2 separate regions of the Mus musculus genome follow, and region 1 is linked to region 2. Evidence: chromatin contacts called from public HiChIP or PLAC-seq data. All regions are on one chromosome and are shown on one strand. The core of a region is the stretch at or near the end of the contact, and the rest is flanking DNA. Distances in the headings are between cores, read along the strand shown. Region 1 holds the start of Vsx2 (visual system homeobox 2). Region 2 holds the start of Acot2 (acyl-CoA thioesterase 2).

The links. HiChIP or PLAC-seq counts read pairs in DNA pulled down with a chosen protein or histone mark.
Region 1: a contact with region 2 is called in an H3K4me3 HiChIP or PLAC-seq map of bone marrow-derived macrophages, with 4 times the contacts expected there. The contact joins the promoter of Vsx2 here to the promoter of Acot2 in region 2. A contact is called at or near these places in 2 of 115 datasets of contacts at active chromatin or transcription factors (bone marrow-derived macrophages and large pre-B cells).

Annotation. Positions count from the first base shown.
Region 1 is chr12:84,568,285-84,573,392 of GRCm38.p6, reverse strand. Vsx2 (visual system homeobox 2) reads right to left here and starts at 3,565. Exons shown (of 5, transcript NM_007701.3): 1 at 3,081-3,565; 2 at 1,739-1,823. The coding sequence starts at 3,450.
Region 2 is chr12:83,985,048-83,990,228 of GRCm38.p6, reverse strand. It overlaps Acot2 (acyl-CoA thioesterase 2), which reads right to left and starts at 2,368. Exons shown (of 3, transcript NM_134188.3): 1 at 1,748-2,368. The coding sequence starts at 2,327.

The DNA.
Region 1 (5,108 bases), core at 2,316-4,815, 580 kb before region 2:
TACTTGGAGTTTGGGGGTGGGGATGCTCTTTCCAGGGCTCTCAATGACCACCCCCTCCCACCAGACTTGACCTTGTGCCAACTAGGGGATACTCCTTTAGGACGCGCCAGATACAGGTGCATAGGGACTGTTTTAACTAATATGTTGTTGGATGATGTTTTTAAAAAGACCAGACTAGATTACTAAATTTTCTTTCCGTTTAAAATAAACTGGTCTGGTAAGATGGCTAAACATTAAGGGTAAAGGCGCTTGCTGCGTAACCTTGGAGACCCGAGTAAATTCCTTGGACCCACAGAAAGATGGAAGGATGAGAATCCCCTACACAAAGTTGTCCTCTGACCACCAGGTACTTTTCCATGGCGTAATCGAATCCCATCCCCGCCCCCACATTTCGTGCATGCACAAAACAGTAACAATTAGAAATTAAAACCAAACCAAACCAAACCAAACAAACAAAAAAAAGCAAGCAGCTGCCTTCAGGGAACGAACTTAAGGCCCCCCTGAGAAACCGAGGCTGCTGTTCTGAGGTCAGGAAAGAGAGTCAGTAGCGATCTTTGGGGTGGGGGTGGGGGGCGATGCAGGATGCAGAGAAGCAGTCAGAGAGAGGATGCTGAGACCAAACCCAGGAGAGAAAAGAAGATGCGGTGGACTACAAGTCAGAGTGCGAGGCAGTGGGGAAATGTCCCTGTGGTCGCTCCACTTGGGTTGGGACAGAGAGAAAAGTGGGAACCAGGCCTGTTGAGGAGTAGAGAGACAGCATCTAGGAATAGCACCCCCTCCCCCAAACTCAGTTGTTTGTTTGTTTGGGCCCTCTTGCCTTTTCCTTTAAAATCTCCTTAAAGATTTCCACTAGGAACGGCTTAGTGTTGACGCTGACGTGAATGAAGGTCTGAACCAGCGTCCTCTACTCCCTGGTGGGAGCAAGGGACGAAGAGAGCAGAGTTCTTAGGACAAACCCACTGAATCTTAACTTTGGATAAGCAACGTCTATTTAAAGATTTTTTTTCACATTAAAAATATGTGTGCATGTATCTGCTTATTAGCATATGCACGTGGTGCCCCAGGAGGCCAGAAGAATGCATGGATCCCCTGATGCTGGCCAACGCTCCTCAGCCTGTACACCAAAGTAGTTCACCCCACTGAGGTCTCCGCTGGTGAATCGAGACAGTCCACTGTCATCCCCGTCTTTCAGACTAGAAAACTGAGGCTTACGGGAGGATAGCGACCGGCTCAGGAACACAGCCGAGCAGAGGCCGAAAGCAAAGGTCCAGCCCTGCAGCTGTCACTGAAGTTTGGGGGAAAACGATCCGAACACAATCCTGGAGAAATGACAAGCCTCGGGGAGTGTAAGAGGACCGGGCTCCCACGGTTAGGGGCATGGATCTGACTCCGGCCAGAGCTGGGAGCCTATCTGCTTTCTACAGGTTCTGAGTAACTTGGTCGGTACAGAGATCTAGGGTCGCCGACGCCTCTCCAGCTCAGATCTGGCCCCAGCCTGGCCTTTCCTGACTCCAGCACAAGGAGAAAGCTGAAATGGTGCGGCAGCTCTTGCTGACACTCAGTCACCCTCACCGGATGCCAGGGCCCCGGGACAGACTCCTGCATACAACGCAGGTGTCTTTGCCCTGGTGCAGCCGGGGCCCTCACATCTGGGATCGGCAGAAAACGACATCTGGGTCACCCGGCCCGGGACGAGATGGCTGGGGATGGGAGCAGGAAAGGACTGTGCGGCCCTTACCTGTGTCGCCGCTTCTTACGCTTCTTGGTCTGGTTTAAAGCCGATTTGGACATTTTTCGGTCACTGGAGGAAACATCTTCGGAATCTGAAAAGCGAGCAGGGAGCGGAATGGGGAGTGCGCTCCGCAGCGCCGGGGGAAGAAGAAGAAGAAGAAAAAAAAAAAAAAAACCCGATGAGGACCCCACCTTCTGCAGCCTCTGTGAGCCGCGCGGGCCTGTGGTCTCCACTGAAGCCCTCCTGGGTCCCGGTCACCATCCCCATCCCTACGCCCAGGCTGACCTTCTCCAGGTCGGCTCTTGAAACCACAGATTTTGGATAAATTTCGTTGCAAGAGAGGCCAAGGCCGGGGTGCGCCTGCACGCAGGGACGTGTGAGAATGAGGCAGGCACGGCGTTGCTGGTACCCCCGGCGGTGCTCCAAGCTTCGAGATCTTCCCCTCCGCCAACAGCTCCAACTCCCAGATCCAAAAGTTGACCCAAGGATTACAGGGCTGTTGCACGGGAGCTGGGGTTCCGGAAAGGACTGGAGACTGCGGGTTCGCTGTCTCTTTTGGGGCACCCACAAAAATGTTTTTCTGTTCGAGTTCAGAGAGCCTGCGATGAACCACTTTTCATTGTCCTGCTTCATTTAATACATTATCATGGCAGGAAAAATCTGGGGAAATACTGAGAACCGGCGAGCTAGAGCACACCGCCAGGGAAGTGGCCCTGACGGGGCGAAAGGAGGCTCATCCAGGGTCCTCGAGCCAGATAAAAATCGGGATCCGGTACACCGGTGCCGCTTAGGTTAGATCTGATGGCTGCCCTCTGGGTACCATGGTGGCTTGATTTTCCCAGTTCGTAGCGGGAGGAAATCGAACCTTAGCTAAGCAATATAGGTAGGGGTTTGGTACAGCAATACAGAAACTGGGAGGAACCGGGAGGGGGGCAACTTTGGACACAGGGACAAGTAGGAACAGCATCGGGCTTCAGAAGCGCAGGTCCTGCCCAAGGCCCGAACCTCGGTGGAGCAGTGAAGCTAGGGCCCAAGGAAAAGGATGCGCCAAGGATTCAGCTACCCGGAGCCAACATCCACTGGGGCCCCAACCCAGATATTCGATAGAGCATGGACTGACACTAGGTCCCAAGAACTGAGCAGGGGTCGGACAAGATGAATCTGAAAACCCTTGGAGTTTGGGTCGCTAGTCGGGGACCCGTTGACTTTAGGCCTAGCATGAGACCCCTTGTCCTGCAGGAACTTTTCCTCCCGGGGGAGGTCGGGGGCTCTCAGGCGAGATCCTACAGCTCCCGACTGTGACTTTCCCAAGCAGTGTAGCAGGCGAGCAGCCTCGCCCCTCACCTACCGGAGCTGGCCGTCTGGCTGGTGTCCAGCGGCCCCGACGCTCTGCCTAGTGGCTGCAAGTGGACGCTCTGCGGATCGGACAGCACTTCCAAGAAGGTGGGCTGTGTGTAGAAGCCGGGAAGTCCCCCGGGCCCCAGCAGCCCCATGCTGCCCACTCCTGCCGGGCTGAGAACGGAGCGCGCAGCTAACAAATGCCCAGGGGCCAGGCCGTCGAGGGCAGCCCGCGGGTGGGAGCTGGGAGGCTCCTTGTTCAAGCCTAGGATCTCCTGGATGCCGAACCCTGTGCACCTGGCCGGGGCGCCCCCCGAGGTACTCTTGGCCACTGTCTCGGATTTGGGCTTGCTCAGCGCTTCCCCCGCTTTCCCCGTCATCTCCCGGTTCTTTGGAGGGGCTGAGGCCGCGGGTCTTTTGCTCCCCCAAGCCCCCCCGCCGGGCTCCCCGCTTCGTGAAGTTGGTCCCAGGTGCCCCCTCCGGTGTCTAATGCTCTGGAGCCCCAAGGAGATTCCCTTTTTATCCAACCAGGCGGCAGCCCAAGTGGGGTCAGAGCTGAACAGCCAATCACCAGGGCCAGGAGCGATTAGGAATTCCAAAAAGCTGGCAGCTCCCGCCGCCACCGGTATCGAGGGGCCAGGGCGCAGCAGGCCCAAGTGTGGTGGGCTCTGCAGGGTGCCCTTGCAGGGACAGAGGTGAAACAGCCAGGTTTGGGGTTATTCCAGGAGATACCGTGGATAGCGGTTTTGAGCTGTATAACCTGGCTGGGACCAGTGCCTAGGTTAGCTGCGACAGATCCCTGGGGTAGGGTTGGGGGTGTGGGGATGGTCTGAACGCAAAGGCTAGGAGACCTCTCCCCCTCCCTTAACTAAGCAGCCTCAAATAGACTCAGACACGGGACAAGGAAGGCTGGAGGGCCCTGGACCGAGCGCTGGGCATGAGAATACAGAAAGGTGCTTAGCTGTGCAGAGGGAGATGTGTGGGTAGAGTTATCTCCCCAGCACGGGACATTATGTTCATTTCAGAAGAGCTGTTCAATAAATACTGGCCCACGTTAAAGGGATCAGGGTTAGGATCGAGCCCTCGTGGGAAAGAGAAACAGAGAGGGTTTTCGTTGACAACAAATATGGGGCCTTCCTCCCCTCCTATCCTTATCCAGTCCTCCTTACTCCACCACCACCACCCCGCCCCCACCACGCCACCTCTTTTTTCCTTGTGGTTTAAGACAGGACCTCTATATGGTCTGGGTTGTTCTCAAACTCAACATTCTCCTGTACTGTCCTCCCGAGGGCTGGGATTTCATTTGGGGGCCGACTTGACTATCCAGCTGTCTTTCTAAACGTCCTCAGAGAATGAGCGTGGAGTGCTTCCCTCGAAGATTGTATTTATTCTGTCCAACAGTCAGTAAGGATCAAGTACCTCGCAGCTTCGAGCCAAAAGCCTGAGGTTCTGCAGTAAACCAGAGAGGCAGGGTGTGAAGCTGTGATCGCCCCATGCAGAAGAAGGGAGCGGGGAGTAACTAAAAAGGAGCCGCTTTTCCCAGCTGCTGGGGGCCCTTGACTGCCTGCTTCTCCAGAGGCTTCAGAAGGGCACTCAGTGGGGACAGCTGAAGTGTGGTGAGAAGCATCCTGCTCAGGCGGGCTGGGAGAGTCACCTGGAGTTGGAGGCGTGGGGACTGGTGTTTCAAATATCCTTGCTTCATATCTCAGACTGGAGTGTGGTCTAAGTGTCAGGAGCCAAGGAGAACATGTGTCCCATACACATTCTAGACCTTCAGTTTAGCTCCTTGTTGCCCTCCCAGAACTGGAGATCACTTTATTAATTGGGGGGCTTCTCTATCCACTATATAGAACATATGATGAGGCAGGGGGATTGCTTTTGTTTTGTTTTTTGTTTTTGTTGTTGGTTGGTTGGTTTAGGGTTTTTGTTTTTGTTGTTTTTGAGGCAGGGTGTCTCTGTGTAGCTTTGGCTGTCTGAAACTCAGTCTATAGGCCAGTCTGGACTTGAACTCACAGAGATCCACCTACCTCTGCCTCCT
Region 2 (5,181 bases), core at 1,119-3,618:
TGGAATACTAGATTTGATTCCAGAAACAGGCAAACACACACACACACACACACACACACACACACACACACGTATACACGCACGCACACATATACCACTCTCCTCTCTGAACCGAAACTGATCGTGCCAACTGCCACAGAAGCTGGGCAGCAACCAGATCCATCCCACGATGCTGGTGTAACGCTAAACCATGCAGGCGGTAGGACGCAGAGGCTGGTAAAATGCAGGGCATCCTTGCTCACAAAAAATCAAACCTGCTCTTACCATATGACCCAGTAACCCCACACCTATTTACCCAAAAGAAAGGAAAGTTTTTGTTCCTGCACAAACTACTATGTAAGCATTTGCAGCAACTTCACGCACAATCTCCACAGACTGTAAAGGAACCAGAGACCTTCAACACAGGCTCCATGCCTAGAAGACCCCATGAATCGCAAATACATTCTGCTAAGCGAGTACATATAGATTAGAAAAGGCTACATGTTCATTCTACATGAATTCATGCCCTAAACATTTTTTTCCCATTCGTATAAAGAGGCTTGTCAGGGCTAGAGAGATGGCTCAGCGGTTAAGAGCACTGACTGTTCTTTTTCCAGAGGCCCTGGGTTCAGTTCCCAGCAACCACATGGTGGCTCACAACCATGTGATGGGATCTGATGCCCTCTTCTGGTGCATCTGAAGACAGCTACAGTGGACTTATATAAATAAAATAAGTAAGTCTTTGAAAAAAGAGGCTTGTCTTCCACATGACCAATTTAAACAAGAACAGAGCAAACACTGGGCCAGCACCTGCTCACGAACAGATGCATACTAAGATAGAAGGGGCCCTTGAAAATTCCTTCTTCATCATGCCCATGGGTGTGTGTGTACCTCTCTTTAACCACTTTTAGTTGTCATTTAAATATTTTGTTGATTTTGCTTACTTAGCCATTTTTGTTGTTGTTATTTTGAGGCAAGACCATCTAATATACCGGTATAACCCAGTAAGGCTCTGTAGCCAACAATGAACGAGAGCTTCTGGTTCTCCCACCTCGACCTGTGGGTGCTGGGATTGCAGTGCTGTGCCTTCTTGCCAGGTTTACCCTGTGCTGGGGATAGCACCCAGTACTACTCCAAGCAAGCACTCTACCAACGGAGCCACACCCTCTAGCCCAAGTGTATGAAGCTTGTCTCAATGTCAGAATACTAATGGCTTCTCCTGAGAGTTCTTTCCCCCATCACTGCCTGAGAGTTCTGTTGATTCTCCTGCCTCCTTTGCTGGAACCTCCATATGCAGCTAAAAACCAAGAAAAATTAAAAATATTGGAAACTTCGTAGAAGAGTGCTTGCCAAGTTTGAGTTCCCACACTGCCACAAGAAAAGACAGAAGACATTCTAAAAGAACATTAGGGGATGTGGGTGTAACACTGCGGACTTTATTATTAGGAGCCTCTCCCCTTGTCTTATGATGCCCTTTTAATTTAGCAGCGGAATTGAAGGACCAGCTTCAGGCAAACAGCATCACTATAACAGGCTTCTTCCGGTCCAGTCCAGTCCAGTCCAGTCCTATCTCCTTCCCACCAAGTCCTAGATCATTTGGAGCTACCCTTTTCTTCACTTCTGAGTTCGAGGCCAGCCTGGTCTAGAGTGAGTTCCAGGACAGCCAGGGCTATACAAGAAACCCTGTCTCAAAAAAAACCAAAAGCAAACAAACAAACAAACACCCACAGGGAACTTTGAGCAAAGGGAAATGTGGAGGGCTGCTCACCTGGGGGCAGGAAGAGCGTGGCGCGCACCCGGCCCTCTCGTACGGGCACGCGCCGCACCCCGGGAGCCAAGAAGTGACGCTCGTGCACCGCCTGCGCCAGCCGCTGCCCGCCATCGGGCTCGTGTCCGTCCAGCACCTCCAGCTCCACCAAGAAGGGCGTCTGCACGTCGCGCTTGATCAGGCGCCAGAGAGGCCGTTCGGGCTCCATGGCCCAGAGCAGCCCCATGGGCTCGAGCCCCGAGAAGCTGCCGCCCAGCGCGGGCGCGCGCGCCAGGTTCAGCTCGCCGCCAGCGTCGGCGCGGTAGCGCGCGTGGGCTCGGAAGAGCGCGCCCTTCTCGTCGCGCAAGGCAGAGCGCAGCGTGACGGGCTGCTCGGGGGCCAGGCCGCGCACGGCGATGCTCAGCGGCTCGTCCCAGCAGCTGCGGCCCTCGGGCTCTACGCTCAGCGTCGCATTTGTCCGCGCCCAAGTGGTCCGGCCACCAGTGCTGAGCGGCGGAGGTACAAACAGCCGCGCCCAGCTCTTCCAATCCTGTTGGCACAACCTGCTTGCTCTCAGGACAGCGAAAGACGAGGCCACCATTTTGCGTCGTTGACTTCAGCCCTCGGTTCCGCAGAGAAAGTTAAGAGATCCTCTAGTGGCCAGCTGCCTGCCTGCAGTCCTTAGACTGAGCTGTGTGCTTGCTGAGCTGGGAGGATCACAGAGCAAAGCAAGCAACAAAAGCAAAAGTAGTAGTGACGCTTTGACTAAGGCGTCTGTGCGTTAAGACTCCGTTATATCCGGAACCTAGCACTGTTTTTCAGGTGCTCTTTACCCCATGAAAAGTGGGCTGGACCAGGGCTCGCTCTTAAAAGCCTCTCACCCAATGAAACCTCCAGTCGCCAAATTCCTAAGGTTGCAGAGTCAAGAATGTGAGATTGCAATTGAGTTTCATCACGTCCTAGAGTAATAGACACTCGTTACTAATCTTAGGACTGTTCTTTCAAAAACGTGCATCATGATATTTTGTTTGTGTGCTGTTTGCGCGTGCTTAGTCTACACATTAATGTCCATGTCCAATGGCCTTAATGTCTCATGGGCTGTGTGACCCTTTACCTACATTCCACACTCGTGTAAAAATAGTCAAATGATGTCATAGTTTACATTGAGCTCGTCTTTTGACCCTCTAGGCAAACACTTTTTCCTACTCATCCCGGATTTTACACATTTCCCAAGTGTTATATAAGCTATTGCTTCCAATCAGTGATTTTTTTTTCTTCCAAGGCCTTAAACCTTACAAGGATTATTGCACATCTTTATTATTACAGAAACCTGAGACTATATAAGTTGTATTTGTCTCTGTTCCTAAGAAGACAACTGTGTTAGATTTTGTTTACTTGACCCAAACTAGAAACACCTTGGAATAGGCAGGGATCCTCACTTGGGGCAATGCCTGTATCATATTGGCCTATGTGTCACTGATGGTTTGTGTGGGAGGACCTAGCCCACTGCGGGAGGTTCCACGCTGGGCAGGTCAGCTAGATTTTATTAGAAAGCTGGGGGTGGGGATGGGGCCTGGAGAATTAGCTCAGAGGTTAAAAGTACAGGCTGTTCTTCCGAAGGACTTGAACTCATTTCCCTCAGCCATAAGGGAGCTCACAGCATTCTGCAAGTTCAACTCTAGGGATCAGAGACATACAAACGGTGTGTGTGTGTGTGTGTGTGTGTGTGTGTGTGTAGGGAAACAAGTCATTGCTCCCCTGTGGTTCACGCCCCCTGCTTGAGTTGCTGTTTGACTTTCCTCAGGAAATGAATGCCAAATACACCTTTTCCTCCGCTAGCTGTTTTTGGTCGGAGTTTTATCACACTTATAGAAAAAGCAGGCTAGGGTATCTACCTTGAAGATCTTGCCCAGGCAAAACTTTTCACCGAGTTTCAAATGACCTCGCACCGCACTGGTCATGGAACTTGGAAATAACTGTTTTTGTATTGCTACTATGGATTCTTCAACCTTATTTTGTGCATCCAGTCCCAGGAACCAAAAAAAGTAAATAATAATAATAGCTTATTTTTAATCCTAATAAGAACCCTATTTGGTGAACAATTAGAACCAGAGAGCCTGATTTGCTAAGGCACACACAGCTAGGCAACTGGAAATGCTGGATTCTACACCTTAGGGCACCATTCCCTGCCTATAAGGACCTTTAAATTCTTTAAGTGCCTCTCATGCAATGATGTCCTATATTGAGAAGAGAATTTAGAAAATGCACTCAAATACCTCCCCTCCACACCCAGCAATCTGTTAAAAAAAAGAAAAAAAAAAAAAAGACTATCATTCTGGTCTAAGACTACCTGTTAAAGGCAGTGCCCGGGAATGAGTTGTTGCAGCAGTGCTTGTAACACTCCAAGGTCCCTAACCATGTTTACTATGACATGCTGGGCAGCCAGACTATATGATTAAAATGAAGTATTAAAACTACAATAAAAAGCCAGGTACACTGGCTCATATCTGTAGTCCCAGCAGAGGCAGGAGAATCACTGCAAGTTCAAGGTCAGCCTGGGCTCCACAGCGAGCGCCAGGACAGCCAGGAGTACTTAGACAGCCCTTGTCTTTTAAAAATAATAATACCTCTAATCCCAGCACTTGGGAGGCAGAGGCAGGCAGATTTCTGAGTTTGAGGACAGCCTGGTCTACAGAGTGAGTTCTAGGACAGCCAGGGCTACACAGAGAAACCCTGTCTTGAAAAACCAGAAGAAGAAGAAGAAGAAGAAGAAGAAGAAGAAGAAGAAGAAGAAGAAGAAGAAGAAGAAGAAATAAGAGAAAAAGAATTTTAATTTATTTTGTTATGAAAGCTTATTAACTCAAAAGGATTGGTTTTTTTAAAAAAATGTGTATCTAAGCATCAGTAATGTCATATTTATAGCACACTTCATTAAATAATTTAACAAAACACTAAGTACTAAATGGATCCTGCTAATTTTGAAAGCTTAAGTACAACTGAAGAAGAAAAAGGACGGTAACACATGAATATTACACACTGAGTCTATTAGACAAGGCTGGACCTGGAAGTCTTCCTGTTGTTGGGACAAAGTAATTTTCCAAGCAGATGCCTGAAGACCAGCACTTCTACAGACTTGAAGTTGAGCTATCTGACGTACAAGATTTGAAGAAAGCACTTGTAAACAGAAACCACACAAAACAATGTCATTACCCCGTCATCCAGCCAGGACTTGGGGCACAGCTGGACTGGGGGAGGGGTGGTAGCAGAGGTGGTAAGAGGGGGATGGACCAGACCTGGGATACAGCTTTATCTCATCACTCATGCTACCTGCCTGGTAATCTGGAAAATGCCAGAGTTACGTATCCAGGTGTTCTGTGGTTGGCTCTTCTTGGTAGGATATAAGGGCTCCTGGGGGGGGGGGGGCGTGAACCTGTATAGACCTAGAGGGGTTTGTT